4 separate regions of the Mus musculus genome follow, and regions 2, 3 and 4 are each linked to region 1. Evidence: chromatin contacts called from public Hi-C, HiChIP or PLAC-seq and promoter capture Hi-C data. All regions are on one chromosome and are shown on one strand. The core of a region is the stretch at or near the end of the contact, and the rest is flanking DNA. Distances in the headings are between cores, read along the strand shown.

What was found. Hi-C and Micro-C count contacts between places; a contact is called where the count stands out from the background. HiChIP or PLAC-seq counts read pairs in DNA pulled down with a chosen protein or histone mark. Capture Hi-C pulls out chosen DNA fragments and counts their contacts.
Region 2: a contact with region 1 is called in a promoter capture Hi-C map of pancreatic islet. The contact joins the promoter of Gtpbp2 here to the promoter of Srf in region 1. A contact is called at or near these places in 6 of 39 promoter capture datasets (the 3T3-L1 cell line, cranial neural crest, erythroid cells and 3 more), 4 of 484 Hi-C or Micro-C datasets (CD4 T cells, CD8 T cells, erythroblasts and 1 more), 4 of 115 datasets of contacts at active chromatin or transcription factors (bone marrow-derived macrophages, effector CD8 T cells, epiblast stem cells and 1 more) and 3 of 9 other capture datasets (adipose tissue, embryonic stem cells and pancreatic islet).
Region 3: a Hi-C map of myeloid progenitors shows a contact between it and region 1, with 2.7 times the contacts expected there. The contact joins the enhancer-like site here to the promoter of Srf in region 1. A contact is called at or near these places in 7 of 484 Hi-C or Micro-C datasets (CD4 T cells, CD8 T cells, Sertoli cells and 4 more), 8 of 115 datasets of contacts at active chromatin or transcription factors (bone marrow-derived macrophages, effector CD8 T cells, embryonic stem cells and 5 more) and 1 of 9 other capture datasets (liver).
Region 4: a contact with region 1 is called in an HNF4G HiChIP or PLAC-seq map of pancreatic cancer cells. The contact joins the enhancer-like site here to the promoter of Srf in region 1. A contact is called at or near these places in 3 of 39 promoter capture datasets (embryonic stem cells, neutrophils and pre-B cells), 4 of 484 Hi-C or Micro-C datasets (CD4 T cells, the HL-1 cell line and embryonic stem cells), 6 of 115 datasets of contacts at active chromatin or transcription factors (the SCID.adh cell line, embryonic stem cells, extraembryonic endoderm stem cells and 3 more) and 4 of 9 other capture datasets (adipose tissue, embryonic stem cells, liver and 1 more).

The regions. Positions count from the first base shown.
Region 1 is chr17:46,554,216-46,557,442 of GRCm38.p6, reverse strand. Srf (serum response factor) reads left to right here and starts at 1,281. Exons shown (of 7, transcript NM_020493.2): 1 at 1,281-2,115. The coding sequence starts at 1,615.
Region 2 is chr17:46,159,252-46,162,728 of GRCm38.p6, reverse strand. It overlaps Gtpbp2 (GTP binding protein 2), which reads right to left and starts at 1,697. Exons shown (of 12, transcript NM_019581.3): 1 at 1,403-1,697. The coding sequence starts at 1,588.
Region 3 is chr17:46,852,993-46,856,244 of GRCm38.p6, reverse strand. It overlaps a transcript of Bicral not described here. Among named protein-coding and RNA genes, the nearest start is that of Bicral, 23 kb to the right of the region's middle. Within about 2 kb of position 1,449, at least 73 of the 459 cell types and tissues checked have an H3K27ac peak or open chromatin away from gene starts, as enhancers often do. A contact at or near this core is called in extraembryonic endoderm stem cells, heart atrium and myeloid progenitors, where this site is marked.
Region 4 is chr17:46,872,989-46,876,296 of GRCm38.p6, reverse strand. It overlaps a transcript of Bicral not described here. Among named protein-coding and RNA genes, the nearest start is that of Tbcc, 16 kb to the left of the region's middle. Within about 2 kb of position 1,931, at least 116 of the 459 cell types and tissues checked have an H3K27ac peak or open chromatin away from gene starts, as enhancers often do. A contact at or near this core is called in the HL-1 cell line, adipose tissue, liver and 3 more, where this site is marked.

The sequences.
Region 1 (3,227 bases), core at 32-2,531:
CCAGTACAGGTACCAACACCAGAGAATGGACCAGGTCACTTGTTTGTGTGAAGATGTCAGATCACCTGGAATTGGAGTTAAAGATGGCTGTGAGCCACCATGTGGTTGCAGAGAATTGAACCCAGGACCTCTGGAAGAGCAGCCAGTGCTCTTAACTGCTGAGCCATCTCTTCAGCTCCCAATGTTTGTATACTTTTCTTTTTGATTGGTTTTGCTATATAGTCCTGGCTGGCTTGGCACTCACTATGTAGGTCGGGTTGGCTTTGAACTCCAGGCAATCCTCCTGTCTCAACCTCAGGAACAGCTAGAATTAAATGTGTATATCACACCGTCCGGCCAGATTTAAATAGTTTCAGTAACATAGAAGTGCAAGATATTTTCTCTAGCTTGGAGCAAAGATTCAGACTCTCAGACCCTTAACCTGGGCTTTGTAACACCCACGTTTTAACCTTTCTATCTTTTTATTTTTTAATACTCCTGTGGACCTGTAATGTCGATCACTCTCTTGCTTAAATTTTCTATCCCACTGTACTTTCAGGCCTGTGCTTTAGCCTCGAGACCACCCCCCACCCCCCTTTTAGCACAGCCGGCAGCTGGAAGTCTTCACTGATCTCTCACTTTCCGCCCTGCCCCCATCATGGATGGGAGGATGTCTCTGTGCCTCCTCCAGATGTGTGTCTGCCAAAGATACCCCTCCACCCCCAGTGTAGAGGATGATGAACGATGTGACCTCGCAGCCAGACTTGTGGGAAAGTGTTGATCCTTTGAAAAGAGAGGGAAAGGCAAGAGTGCGCGACAGAGCCGCTGGGCTAGCGGAGTCGAAAGACTCAGGAAGTGGTGGGAGAAGCGCTCCAATCTATCCCTGCCCTCTTTCGCTGGAATTAGGAAGTCTTCCTCTTTATTTGTTTCAAACCCCATCCATTCAGGGGTTCCCTCTTCTGCCCTGCAGTCCTCTCCCAGGCTTCCTTCCTCTAGGATAGTTTCAACACTCCACTACTCTCCAACCCAGGGGGGCGGAACTGGTTCGGCTCCACTGTTCCTTTAAGGAGTTGGCTCCTCCCTCCCACGGAATCGCGGTCTGACGCGGGGATGACAGCAGCGAGTTCGGTATGTCTATGCAAATAAGTGTCCCCTTCGGGCCAATGGGGAGCCTAGGTGCCGGAAGCGCGGACCAATGGGGCGGGGGCGCTGGGGCTCGCCATATAAGGAGCGGCCTCGCCATAAAAGGAAACATTGTATCTCTTTATATGGGGGGGGGAAGGGTTGGGGGATACCTCCGCAGCCAGCGCGTGGTCCCGGCCCCCTCCACCCGCGGTCTCGGCCGCGGCCAGCAGCCCCTGCCCCGCGGGGGACGCTGACGGCCGCAGGGCGCGCCTCCCCGGCACACGGACAGGGGGCGCTGCGCGCGGCCTGGGGCAACCCCGGCCATAGGGGCAGGAAAGTGAGGGCCCAGGTCGGCCCGGGCGTGCAGGGGCCCCGGGCTCGCAGCGGCGGCCGCGGCAGCAAGAGCGGCTTTAGTAACAGCGCGAGTGCCGGGTGGAACCGAGAAGCCGATGGCGGCAGCTGCCCCGATTCCTCGCTGACTTGCCCGTCAGCCCTCCTGCACTGAGCGCCATGTTACCGAGCCAAGCTGGGGCCGCGGCGGCTCTGGGCCGGGGCTCGGCCCTGGGGGGCAACCTGAACCGGACCCCGACGGGGCGGCCGGGCGGCGGCGGCGGGACTCGCGGGGCGAACGGGGGCCGGGTCCCCGGGAACGGCGCGGGGCTCGGCCAGAGTCGTCTGGAGCGGGAGGCTGCAGCGGCAGCGGCGCCCACCGCCGGGGCCCTCTACAGCGGCAGCGAGGGCGACTCCGAGTCCGGCGAGGAGGAGGAGCTGGGCGCCGAGCGGCGCGGCCTCAAGCGGAGCCTGAGCGAGATGGAGCTCGGCGTGGTGGTCGGTGGGCCTGAGGCGGCGGCGGCGGCCGCCGGGGGCTACGGGCCGGTGAGCGGCGCGGTGAGCGGGGCCAAGCCGGGGAAGAAGACCCGGGGCCGCGTGAAGATCAAGATGGAGTTCATCGACAACAAGCTGCGGCGCTACACGACCTTCAGCAAGAGGAAGACGGGCATCATGAAGAAGGTACCGGAGCCGGAGGTTGGCGCGCCCCGGGGGGAACCGGAGGGTGGGTGCGCTCTAAGGTAGCCCCGGAGCGAGACAGAGCCGAGGCGGAGGTGAGAGGCGGGCTAGTCCGCAGGAGGTGTGTGGGAGGGGATGGTTGTACCCTGGCCTGGCGAAAGGGGAGGGGCCGCCGGGGAAATATGGGGAGAGGGGAGATGCTGCGAACGTCCGGAATCCTGGGCGAAGGCGCCGAGGTGGGAGTGACCAGCGCGCGGGAGACAGAGGGTCCTGGAGGAGTGCAGGATAACCAGACGCCGGGATCCGCAGATCCTCTGTGTCCTGGTGTGCGCGAAGGGCGGTGGGAAAGGGAGCAGAAGGTTTGGAGATGAGGAGGCAGGAGTTGGATGACAGCTGCAGCGAGAGAGCTTGAGTGGGAGGAAAGGTGGGCATCGCTCGAGTTGTACGGGCTTTGAAGGACAGGCAGGGTTAGGAACCAGGTGAGGAAGCTAGGCGGGAGAAACTGCTGCTGCCTTGAGGAACAGCGAGCTGGGACCAAGTCCCGCCCTGCCCATGTGTCTTCCGTTGCTTTCTGTGGAAATCTCATGCTGCCTCGGGGCTGGCTGCAGAATCGCCGGCCTTTGGTACAGGTAGGGTTTCCAGCTCTAGAGCAAATCAGAGTATGGAATGTTGGGGGGAAGTCAGGAAGATTTGTAGAGGTATCATTTGCCAGATGGTATCCTATCAAAAGTGGCAAGGATGGGAGTCGTCTTGGAGTCTAGAACAAACTGTAAGGGATGGAAGCAGAGGGACTGGGAAACCACCTACAACCTGGGTGGGAACCAGTGTTGTTATCTTGTAGACGATGCATCTGCTTCCAAGGTGGATTCAGTATTTTAGCTGGGTTCTCATAGCAGAATATCTATTGCAGATGTAGCTCTCATCGTTTTGGGTACTCTCTTATCAGTAACCCTTGATCATCATGGAGAAGGTTTTGGGGAAAGGTAGAAAGTACCTTTCCTCCTCCTCCTGTCCCAAGGCGAAAGAAAAGGGCAGTATAGTATACTCTATAGTATTACAGGGCAAAAGAAGTTAGGCTATGGCAACAGGTTAGAGCCTGTGCAGTTTTCTGGCAG
Region 2 (3,477 bases), core at 448-2,947, 400 kb after region 1:
TATGAGCTTGACTTATATACCGTCTGCCTGGTCTGCCTGCATTTCTGCGCTCCTCCTCTCTGGCCATTTTATTTTTCTCTTTCCCTCTTGGTCATCATGCTGTCTTTAAAGTCCTTAGAGGTGTCTTTATCCATACTGTCAACCACACCATGGAATGCGTAGGAGCTCTTTTCCCATCAACAAAGAAACCTTTCTACTCTTCTGCTGAAGGTGAATAATTAGGATAGCTGACTATAAAGATGGTAGAAAGATAATCTTGGCCAATGGTTCTCAAAGACCATTGTGGTGCTAAGACCACAACATTAGCTTGTAAGAAATGCCAAACAATCAGGCCCGTCTCTCACCCACTGAATCAGAATTCTATGAGCAGGAACAGCAACCTGAATCACTCTGGTGCACACTTAAAAGTCATAATCACCCATTGAAGCTCTTCCCACCTTGGGTTCTCCCATCTTTGTTTTTCAAAACAAGGTTTCTTTGTGGAGCCATGGCTATCCTGTAACTTGCTCTGTAGACCAGGCTGGCCTTGAACTCAGAGATCCCCCTGCCTCTGACTCCCAAGTGATGGGATTTTTTTTTTTTTTACATTATTTTTATTTTACGTGCATTGGTGTTCTGTCTGCATGTATGTGTGTGAGGGCATCAGACTTCCTGGAACTGGAGTTGCAGACCGTTGTGAGCAGCTATGTGGGTGCTGGGAACTGAACTGGGGGTCCTTTGGAAGAACAGACAGTGCTCTTAATCGCTGAGCCATCTCTCCAGAGTGATGGGACTTAAAGGCGAGCCCACTAGCTCCCGACTGGGTTCTCCTATTTTAAGAGGAAGGAAAGTAGTCTTCTCTGCCTTGAGGACTCCCAGAGCGGGTTCGTGCGGACTCTTCTCTGTGTCCACAGCCCCACAGGACAAGGAAAGGGCAGAGGGCTACGTCTAACTGTTCTCTGGTTTAATGTGTGTGGGTACTGAAGAATAGGGAAGGAACACATTGCTCTTGTCCCGGCTACTCCCCTTCTCCCTGTGGATTAAGTTTAGAAAAACGTTGGTTACTCTGCCTGCCCTCTTTTCCCAGTACAGTGTTCCTTCCCCACTCCCAGAGTAAGTAGGGGTTCAGACATCCTCTGCTCTTCTCAAGAGGAAAGGATCCCCGGTTCCCACTAATCCAAAGGTTATGGAGGTGAAAGGGGCAGTCCCTTCCCGAGGTCCTGACACTGAAAAGGATCGTCCAGTCTTGACGATCCCGCTTTGTAGGGGTCTTGGAACAGGAGGAGGGGTTCTCTTCCCCGGTCCTTCCTCCCTTGGGTCTTGACACCGGAAAGGGGGATTGATTTTCTCTCTCCCGCCTCCTTGGAGTCTCGGGGACCGGAAGAGTAGTTCCCCATGGCTCCGCCACTTTTCAGGTGCTCACCTCTGGGGGCAGGTACGGAGGGTTGTTGGCTTTACCTCCTCTGTTCCTTCCGTTCTTCTTCTTCCCCTTTGGGCCCCCGCAACTGCTGCTACCGCCGGCCCCCCGAGCTTTGAGGTTTCCACCCATGGCCGGGCCTCCTCCGGGCCGGCAGCAGCCGCCGAACAGCTCCGATACCCGCGAGTCCATCCGCCGCTGCCACCAGCCCCCCGCCCGACCCCTCCCCCCCGCCACTGCCGCCGCCCCTACTGCCACCGCCGAGTCGGGCCAGCCGGAGGAGAGCGGGGTGTGGCCCACTGTAGGCCACGCCCCTGCCTTCCCTGTCCTCCTAGTCGCGTCAGAAAAAGCCGCAGGGCATCAAGGGATACTGAGTCCGCAGCTATGAGATTTAGTGCTAAAGAATGCGAGTTCGAACTACAATTCCCAAGAGGCATCGCTATGCGAGAGTCACAGGTGGCTTCGGGGGCGAGGGCAGCAAGCGCGCCTTGAGCGCAAAGACTAAGGGGAGTTGTAGTCGGCACCCAGTTTCCCGTACTGCCAGCGGCTTCTCTTCTAGGGGCAGTAGGAAGGCTTTGTGGCCTGAGATTAGGGACAGTAACCGGAGGTGAAGGGCTTATATCAGAATTGAACTGGGTTTGACCTTTCGGCGCTGACCCCAGACAACAAGTTAAAAATCGGGGAGGTTGGATCTGACAGCCTGCTGGCTCCACCTCTGCCTCAGTTTCTTTCCTGACGGCTGGAGTGCTGTCGAGTGAGTCAGGGCAAAAGCTAGGGCGGAGGCAGATGGTAGTTATAGCATAATTAGAGCTGTTATTGTGACGATGATTATGCCACCCTTGCAATATAGTCACTGTTTTATTACTTGGGTGGCACAATCCGGGGGTTGGTTTTAGCAGCCCCAGGCACCGCAGTGGCCAGACACGTGTCCAGGACCCATAAAGCAGCCAGCTGCCTAAGGTTTGGAGGGTGCCTACTGCAAGTATCTCTCCTCCCCTTTGTTTTGAAGTTTAGCCAATCCCGGAAAACAGAATTTGGTTTAAAACTTGTCCGGAGGAGGGGCCTGGCCCCTACTTGGGGCGGAGCTGGGGTTCCAGTTACGTCAACCACCAGGGGGCGGGGAAAGTAGCCAGGAATAGAACTTGTCCTAGGACGCCAGGGGATTGCTGATTTGTCTTTCTAGCCAAGCTGTCTCTCCTGTCCTTCAGAACTCTCAGAGCGACATAAACCAGTATACGGGGCACCAAAGGCTCAGAATGGAGAAGCAGAATTGCTGGGCACAGAGTCAGGACGCCAGGGTTCAAATTCCAGCGCCGTGGCTATCTCATGACTCACAGTACGTCCATTCCCCTCTCTTCACAAACAACCAGGTGTTCACACATAGCCAAGAAATAGAACAGAGTTTGAAAGTTCTCCACGGTACGGTAGGAGCACTTACCTCTGGTGTACTCTGAAGGAGTTCAGACCTGGTTGAGTCCATAACTTCTGCACAGTTCCACATCGAAGGAGACGAGTCTATTGAGCATGCAGTCGCTGTCCACATTGGATAGTTTCCACACCAGCTATATACCAAAAGAACCAAAAGTTGAAAAGCCTTGCAGATCAGCCATTTACCTGGGTCTTCAGTAAAGGAAAGTAGGTGTCTTTTCTGTATGCTATCCTGTATGCTTAAGACCAGGATTGCCAGGAAAAAAAAGTTTTTAGAGATGGAGACTAGAGAATTCAGTGAGACATCTCAAAGGATGGGAATAGAAAGGAAGAGACATCCCCACCCCACCCACACATTATCACCACAAACAGGCCGGGTTCTCTCACCAGCCAGAAACCACTGCACTCAACTGATAACTATTTTTTAAATATCCACGGATCTTCCAGCAGTCACCCTTTAACACACAATTCCATCCCAGCCAATTCTCCTTAATGGATACCTTCCTTTAAGAAAGGGTGGGGCATGATATAACCCATTCTTGAACAGCCTGGCCTACCTACAGAGAGAAGTGAGGGCTGGCAGAGGAGAGAGGCCACAGGATGCCTGCTGGGAGACCAGGGTCCTGGGGAGTGGAGGTGGTATAAGTGGCCAG
Region 3 (3,252 bases), core at 200-2,699, 300 kb before region 1:
ATTAAATCTCTGATCGAAGAAACTCAGTTAAGCTTCAGAGTGTACTTTTTCATTTTGTCTGGTTTTTTTTGGGGGGGGGGGATGGGGGGAGTCCAGTCCAGGCAGGGTTTCTCTGTATTGCTCTGGCTGTCCTGGAACTCATTTTGAAGACCAGGCTGGCCTCGAACTCGGAAATCCGCCTGCCTCTGCCTCCCAAGCACTAGGGATTAAAGGTGTGCGCCACCACCGCCCGGCATACTTTTTCATTTTGTAAAAACCAAGTTTCCTTATATAGATAAATACCGGGCAGGTGTGTAGAGGTCTTAAAACGTTACAGGAGAGGAGGAAGGTCTGGGAAGCTCTGGAGGCACTGGGAGATGGAAATAGTTAATTTTCTAGTGGTTAAAAGTCACAGTGTGTGGTGCTCTTTGTGTCTGAATACAGTAGGTAGGCAGTGGATGTTAGGGACTGCCATACATTGAACACTTCCAGAAAGTGTTTAGTGCTTTAAATACTTGTGGCTTACTCATGACAGACTGTTTTTATTAATCTAGTTCAGGCTAGTAGCCATTTTAAGCAGCAAAAATTGCATTCCCCCACAAAGTTCCACACTGAATCTGACCATCAGAATTAACTGGGAGGTGCTTTAAAATACAGATCTGCCATCTCCATTATTTACCAAGATGAGCTGTGGTCAGTTTTAGCGTGGCACTCCACCTCCAGGACTGAAATTCCGGCCTCATCAGGGAGAAGTTGGAATGAGAGTCCATTGTTTGAGAGCCCATGGGGACAGCTAGTACTCTCGCCGATTTAGAACTAGACTGTACTAGACTAGAACTTGATGTGCGGGAGGGGGCAACATCGGATTTTCGGTCCATATTATTTTGGTTTGAGTGACAGCTCATTATTTTTCCCTTTCTTCCTGCCATGTATTAAAGTCATTTAAAGCTTTTTTTTTTTTTGTAGAGAATTTAGATATCATGAGATTTTTAAATCTTAGTACTGAGTCTGCTTCTGAGTGTTACTGGAGGGTTTTTTAAATTACATTTCCTTTCTACCACATGGGTCCTGAGGATTAAACTCGGGTCGTTGGGCTTACAGTGAATCACCTTTCCCCTCGGCCATCTCTGTGGCCCTATTACTGGAGTACTTAGGGCAAAAGCCCTGGCTCTGGCCCTACCAACAGGCCAGACTCCACGCTGGTCTAGGTACACCAATAAAAGAGGAGTAGGGGTGAAAAGCTGACACATTGTGGCCTCATTGAGACTAGGGACAGGTCAAGAGACTTATCAAACCCTTCTTGCAGGCACTGACATTACCCAGAATTCCATCCTCAGCGGGTTTTGATGTTACACAGGAAAAATGGCCAGGAAAGCAGGAGGTGGAGGTGGAAGGAAGGAGTCCGGTTCCCCGTGTAGTCTGGTTCCCGAGAAACTAGTGGCTTGTGCTCCAAGCAGCCACCTCATCCCGGATCCGGGCAGCCCCAGCCCTGCAGGCCCACAGCCCCTGGAGGCCCTTGCCACAGGGATGTTATCAGTCCTGTTTGTTCCTAGAATTCAAGGTGACTCAAGAGGAAAGATTAAGATAGGACACCGAGCTAGAGAGAAATCAGATAGGCCAGTAACTGCCCGCCTTCAAGTCCAGCCAAGCCGAGTAGACAGGATAGCTGTGTAGCTTAAAAGGTTTTCACTTGCATGTGGACACAAAGCCCAAAAGCTTTTAAAACCGTGGTTTCTCTAAAATAGTCTAGTTTATAGGGAAAGAATCATTAAAAGTAGTGGTGAGTGGAATTTAAAACAAGACATCTGAACTCATGGAATTCACAGCCAGTGGGAGAAAACCTGTAAGCTGGAGGTTTCATATGAGTTGGGAGTAGCCCTTGCTGCCTAGTAAGTTTCTCCGAAGGCATGAGCTGTGCTAGCCACCTCAGAAGCAGGGTTTGTCGTTCCAAGCCGCCTGTGTAGAGCAGACTGAAAGGGAGCGAAGGCTGCCGAGCTTCTCTGGAGCTGCTGTGATTAGGCCACTTAGGGAATTCTTAGATTTGTCCTAATTGCAGTGAGAAGCTATGGTCTAAGGGAGTAGGGTGGGGATTTGAACTCAGGGCTGCAAGCATTGCTAACGAGCAATCCACTGCGGAGGATTTTTGTTTTGAAACTTCAGTATCATAGTCGTGCTTAATTGCTTGGGCTCAAGTTTTGTGTTCATGTGATCCTCCTGCCTCAGTTTCCTAGTCCTAGGACTACCAGTGCAGAAGTGCTCATGTTCTTTATAGACGATTTGACCGCTGTGTAAAAGGTAGGGATTAGAAAGGTTTGCACTGTAGTCTGGTCCTGCAAGAGCGGAAGGAATCAAGAATGTCTTCTCAGCCGGGCGTGGTGGCGCACGCCTTTAATCCCAGCACTCGGGAGGCAGAGGCAGGCAGATTTCTGAGTTCGAGGCCAGCCTGGTCTACAAAGTGAGTTCCAGGACAGCCAGGGCTATAAAGAGAAACCCTGTCTTGAAAAACCAAAAAAAAAAAAAAAAAAAAAAAAAAGAATGCCTCTCATTTATGCTTCTCATTTATGGGCCAAGCTTTGAGTGGCTGACGGTGCCACTTAGAATTTGGAGACGACCAGAAGAGGACTAGCTGGCAAGGGATGGTGACAGGATTCATATGCCACTTGTTGGGTACCAAAATTGAGCTGTTAGAAGTCACTGGCTGGTGGGTGTGTCCTGGGAGCAGCCCAAGTCATGTGAGAGCACAGAAGTGGACCAAGCTGTGCAAGGACAGTAGTGTGCCCAGTGGAATGCTGAGGAGTTAGGCCGTGGCGGCATGCCCACCCATCTGACAAGCAGCTTCTCTGCCGTGTGAGTTGAAGGGCTGGGCTCAAAGAGTGGGGAGTAAATACTGCAGCGGGGTTACAGCCTCATTTTGAGTACTTGGTGTGGGGAGAGAATGTGTGTGTGTAGGTCTGTCAAGTCTTTCATCTTTAACATGGTTCTGGAGATCAAACCCAAGGCTTAGGCACTTTACCTCCAGAGCCATTTTCCAACATTTTCACATGAGCTGAGAGTATCTACCCAAGAGGGAGAGATTAATAAAACAGCAAGTCTGATAAAGGGGCAGGATTCTTGAGAAAGGACAAAGAATTTCAGATCTAAGAACAAGGTTTATCAGGGTGGGAGGAGAGTGGAGTGAAGGCAGAAAAGAAGAGCAGGAGTTAGAGGGAGTGAAACCTCGGAGGCGGGGATGGAGGGCAGGCTGTGGTGCTCTCACGCATGGCCAGCATCTTG
Region 4 (3,308 bases), core at 682-3,181, 320 kb before region 1:
TTCCATGCCCTTATAATGGCTGCCAGCTGAAAGGGTGGTGCAGATTGAGGGTGGCGTTTCCCACCTTAAAAGATCCGGATTAAAAATGTATCTTCACACCTCAGATGGCTTAAGTAAGGGAAAAAAAAAAATCCGCCGGGCACACGCCTTTAATCCCAGCACTTGGGAAGCAGAGGCAGGCAGATTTCTGAGTTTGAGGCCAGCCTGGTCTACAAAGTGAGTTCCAGGACAGCCAGGGCTACCCAGAGAAACCCGTAAAGCCAAAATAAATAAATAAATAAAAGCCCTCACAGGGGTGCCCAGCCTCTCAGGTTTTAGTTAATTCCAGGTGTAGTCAAGTTGAGAACAACAGCCATCACAACTTCCTTTTGTGTTTAAATTTTTTTATAAAGATCTTTACTTTTATTTATTTATGTAGACTTCTGCGTGCATGTACACCTGTACCTGCAGGCCAGAAGAGGGCGCCAGATCTCATTATAGATGGTTGTGAGCCACCATGTGGTTGCTGGGGATTGAACTCAAGACATGTGGAAGAGCCGCCAATGCTCTTAACCTCTGAGCTCTCTCTCCAGCCCTCATGTTTTAAAATTTTTATCACATTTATTTATTTGTAAGTGTCTGTTGGAGTAGGAGAGCTAAGTCAGTAGAGTGTTTGCTATTGCAAGCATGAAGACGTGAGCTTGCTTTTTAGAACCAATATTTATAATCCACATTTATAATCCCAGCACTGGGAAGGCACGACTAGACCTTGCTGGCCGACTGGCCTAGCCTACTGCAGAGTCCCTGCCTCTGGGAAGTCCCATCTTAAAGAGCAAGGTAGAGAGCCAATGAGAAAGAACACATGAGAGTGTCCTCTAGCCTCTACACACCTGTGAGTACTTACACAATTGGGGCATCCATGCATACAAACACACACACTCAAGCAAGTTCACACACACCTGTATAGTTACAAAATAAAACCCACCCGAGGTACATGGACCCTGAGGAGGAACGCTCAGAGTTCTCTTTTCCCACAATTAGGCCAGGTGGTGGCTCACACTTGAAATCCCAGTATTTTGGAGGCTGAGGCAGGAGGATTACAGCTGGGCAGTGGTGGCGCATGCCTTTAGTCCCAGCACTTGGGAGGCGGAGGCAGGCAGATTTTAGAGTTCTAGGTTAGCCTGGTCTACAGAGTGAGTTCCAGGACAGCCATGGCTACACAGAGAAGCCCTGTCTCAAAAAACAAAAGAAAACAAAAACAAAAAAAAAGAGTTGGAGACCAGCCTGAGCTTACAGAGTGAGACCCCCTATTTTTGTTGTTTGTTTTTATTTTATTTGTGTTTAAAGCAGTTATACGAGGAGGGAACAAGGAGAAGCATGCTAGTTGGGATAATATAAGACTAAGACGTGACTCAATTAAAAACAGTCATTTATGTATCTATTTGCTGTATGTGTGGGGGTTTAACCATCGGAGCAAGCATGTGGAAGTCTGAGGACTACTGTGGAAGTCTCAGGTTGTCTCCCACCTTGTAGGTCCCAGGGATCAAACTCAAGCCTGGTGTAGGCCTGGTGAGCAATCATCTCTCCCCCTAACCATTGTGCTCCCCTTGCCGCCGTTTTTTGGGGGAGGGGTAAAAACAGTAATGTTGAGAGATTCATTCATTGCTTCTCTCAGACTGCCACCCATGAGCCTAAGTGCTTCCTCAGTTGCACACACCCATGCAGGGGAGGACATCTTTGTCTGAACATCCTAAGTCTAGAGAACACTTTGTGAGTGACGCCCTGTTAATGAGGACCAGTCACCAGCCTTTGTAGAGCATCCGCTACCTCCAGCACCAGCCAGGTGCCTTGACAGAACCTAGCGTCAAGAAATGGTGGCTTAGCGTACTGACGCAGGATGCCACAGCTGGCCCCGGGGGAGATGGGAAGGGATAAAAATAGACAAAGCCTGGTCCTCGTCTCCTGGAGGCTGGGAGTCCAGGGATAGACATGACTAATTATGAGTCACTCGAGGTGGTGTGTGTTATCAAGGAAAAGGAAGTTGTTTGGAAGTACAAAGAAGAGAGAAGCAAGGGGAAAGGGCAGGCAGGGGAGCCGCCAGAGGAAGTGAATGTCACGAGAGACGGGGACAGGGACAGAACTGGCCAGGCTCTGCTTCCTAGAATCCTGTGGGCATCCAGGAGTTTCTGGAACATCAGAGTTCCTGGCATTTGGGTGGGTTCGGGATGGGAAGGTGAAGAGAAAGAGTTGGAGCTGGGGGTGGGGGGAGTGGGGGGGTCGGCAGTGCCTGAGAAAGGCTGTTGCCATGGTTCCCTGGAAAAAACAATGGGGCCAAACAGAGGTCAATGGAAATGAAATGGAGATCACCTGAGAATGATCTGTGCTCCAAGACCAAAGTGTGAATCTGTTTTGTATTTTGTTTGTTTGTTTGGTTTTACGAGAGAGGAGTTCTCCCTGTAATAGTCCTAGGTGTACTGGAACTCACTTTGTGGACCAGGCTGGCCTCGAACTTCCAGCACTGGGATCAAAGGCTTGTGCCCCCATGCCTGGCCAGTCTGAACTTGTAAAATAGGCATATACTTACCCAATGTCTGTAGCCAGTGCTGATACCAACCAAAGGCTGGCTCAGAGCGAGGATTTAAGGTGCAAAAGGAGTAGCATGGTCCAGAAGAGCTTTTTACCCAATCCACGGGGTTTCTGCACAGTCCTACAAATAAAGCTGGTCTCCTGTCCGGCAGAGACTGGCTTACCACAGCAGGAGCCTATTCCTTTGACCTGCACTGGAGAGAGGCTGTCGGGCAAGCTTCCATTATCAAAACTGGAATTTGCTGTGTGTGGTAGTTTGAGCCTGTAATTGCAGCACTTGGGAAGTGGAGGCAGGAGGACTTGCCACATGTTCAAGACCAGCCTGGGCTATATAGTGAGACCCTATCTTCATTGAAGAGTAAAAAAATAACTTTAAAAAGTAATGCAAGGCATGAGAGACGGCTCAGCAGTTAAGAGCACTGGCTTCTCTTGTGGAGGACTGGGTCAGTTCCCAGCACCCACATGGTGGCTCACAGTGCGCTGTAACTCCAGTTCCAGGGGATCTGACACTCTTCTAGCCTCCTCCAGTGCTAGGCTTCTACGCAGTACACATCCCTATATATATGCAAGCCAAATGCTCATGAGATAAAAATAAATGCTACGAAGTGCAGGTCGGATGCACGAATGTAAAGCAGGCGGGCCTCAGAGCCTAGACTATCACTGGGCAATCTCTTCCCCCCTCTTCCTCACTCAGTGGAAATCTGCCTCTCTCTGCGTGCACTTACCTCTGCTCTGAAATGTTA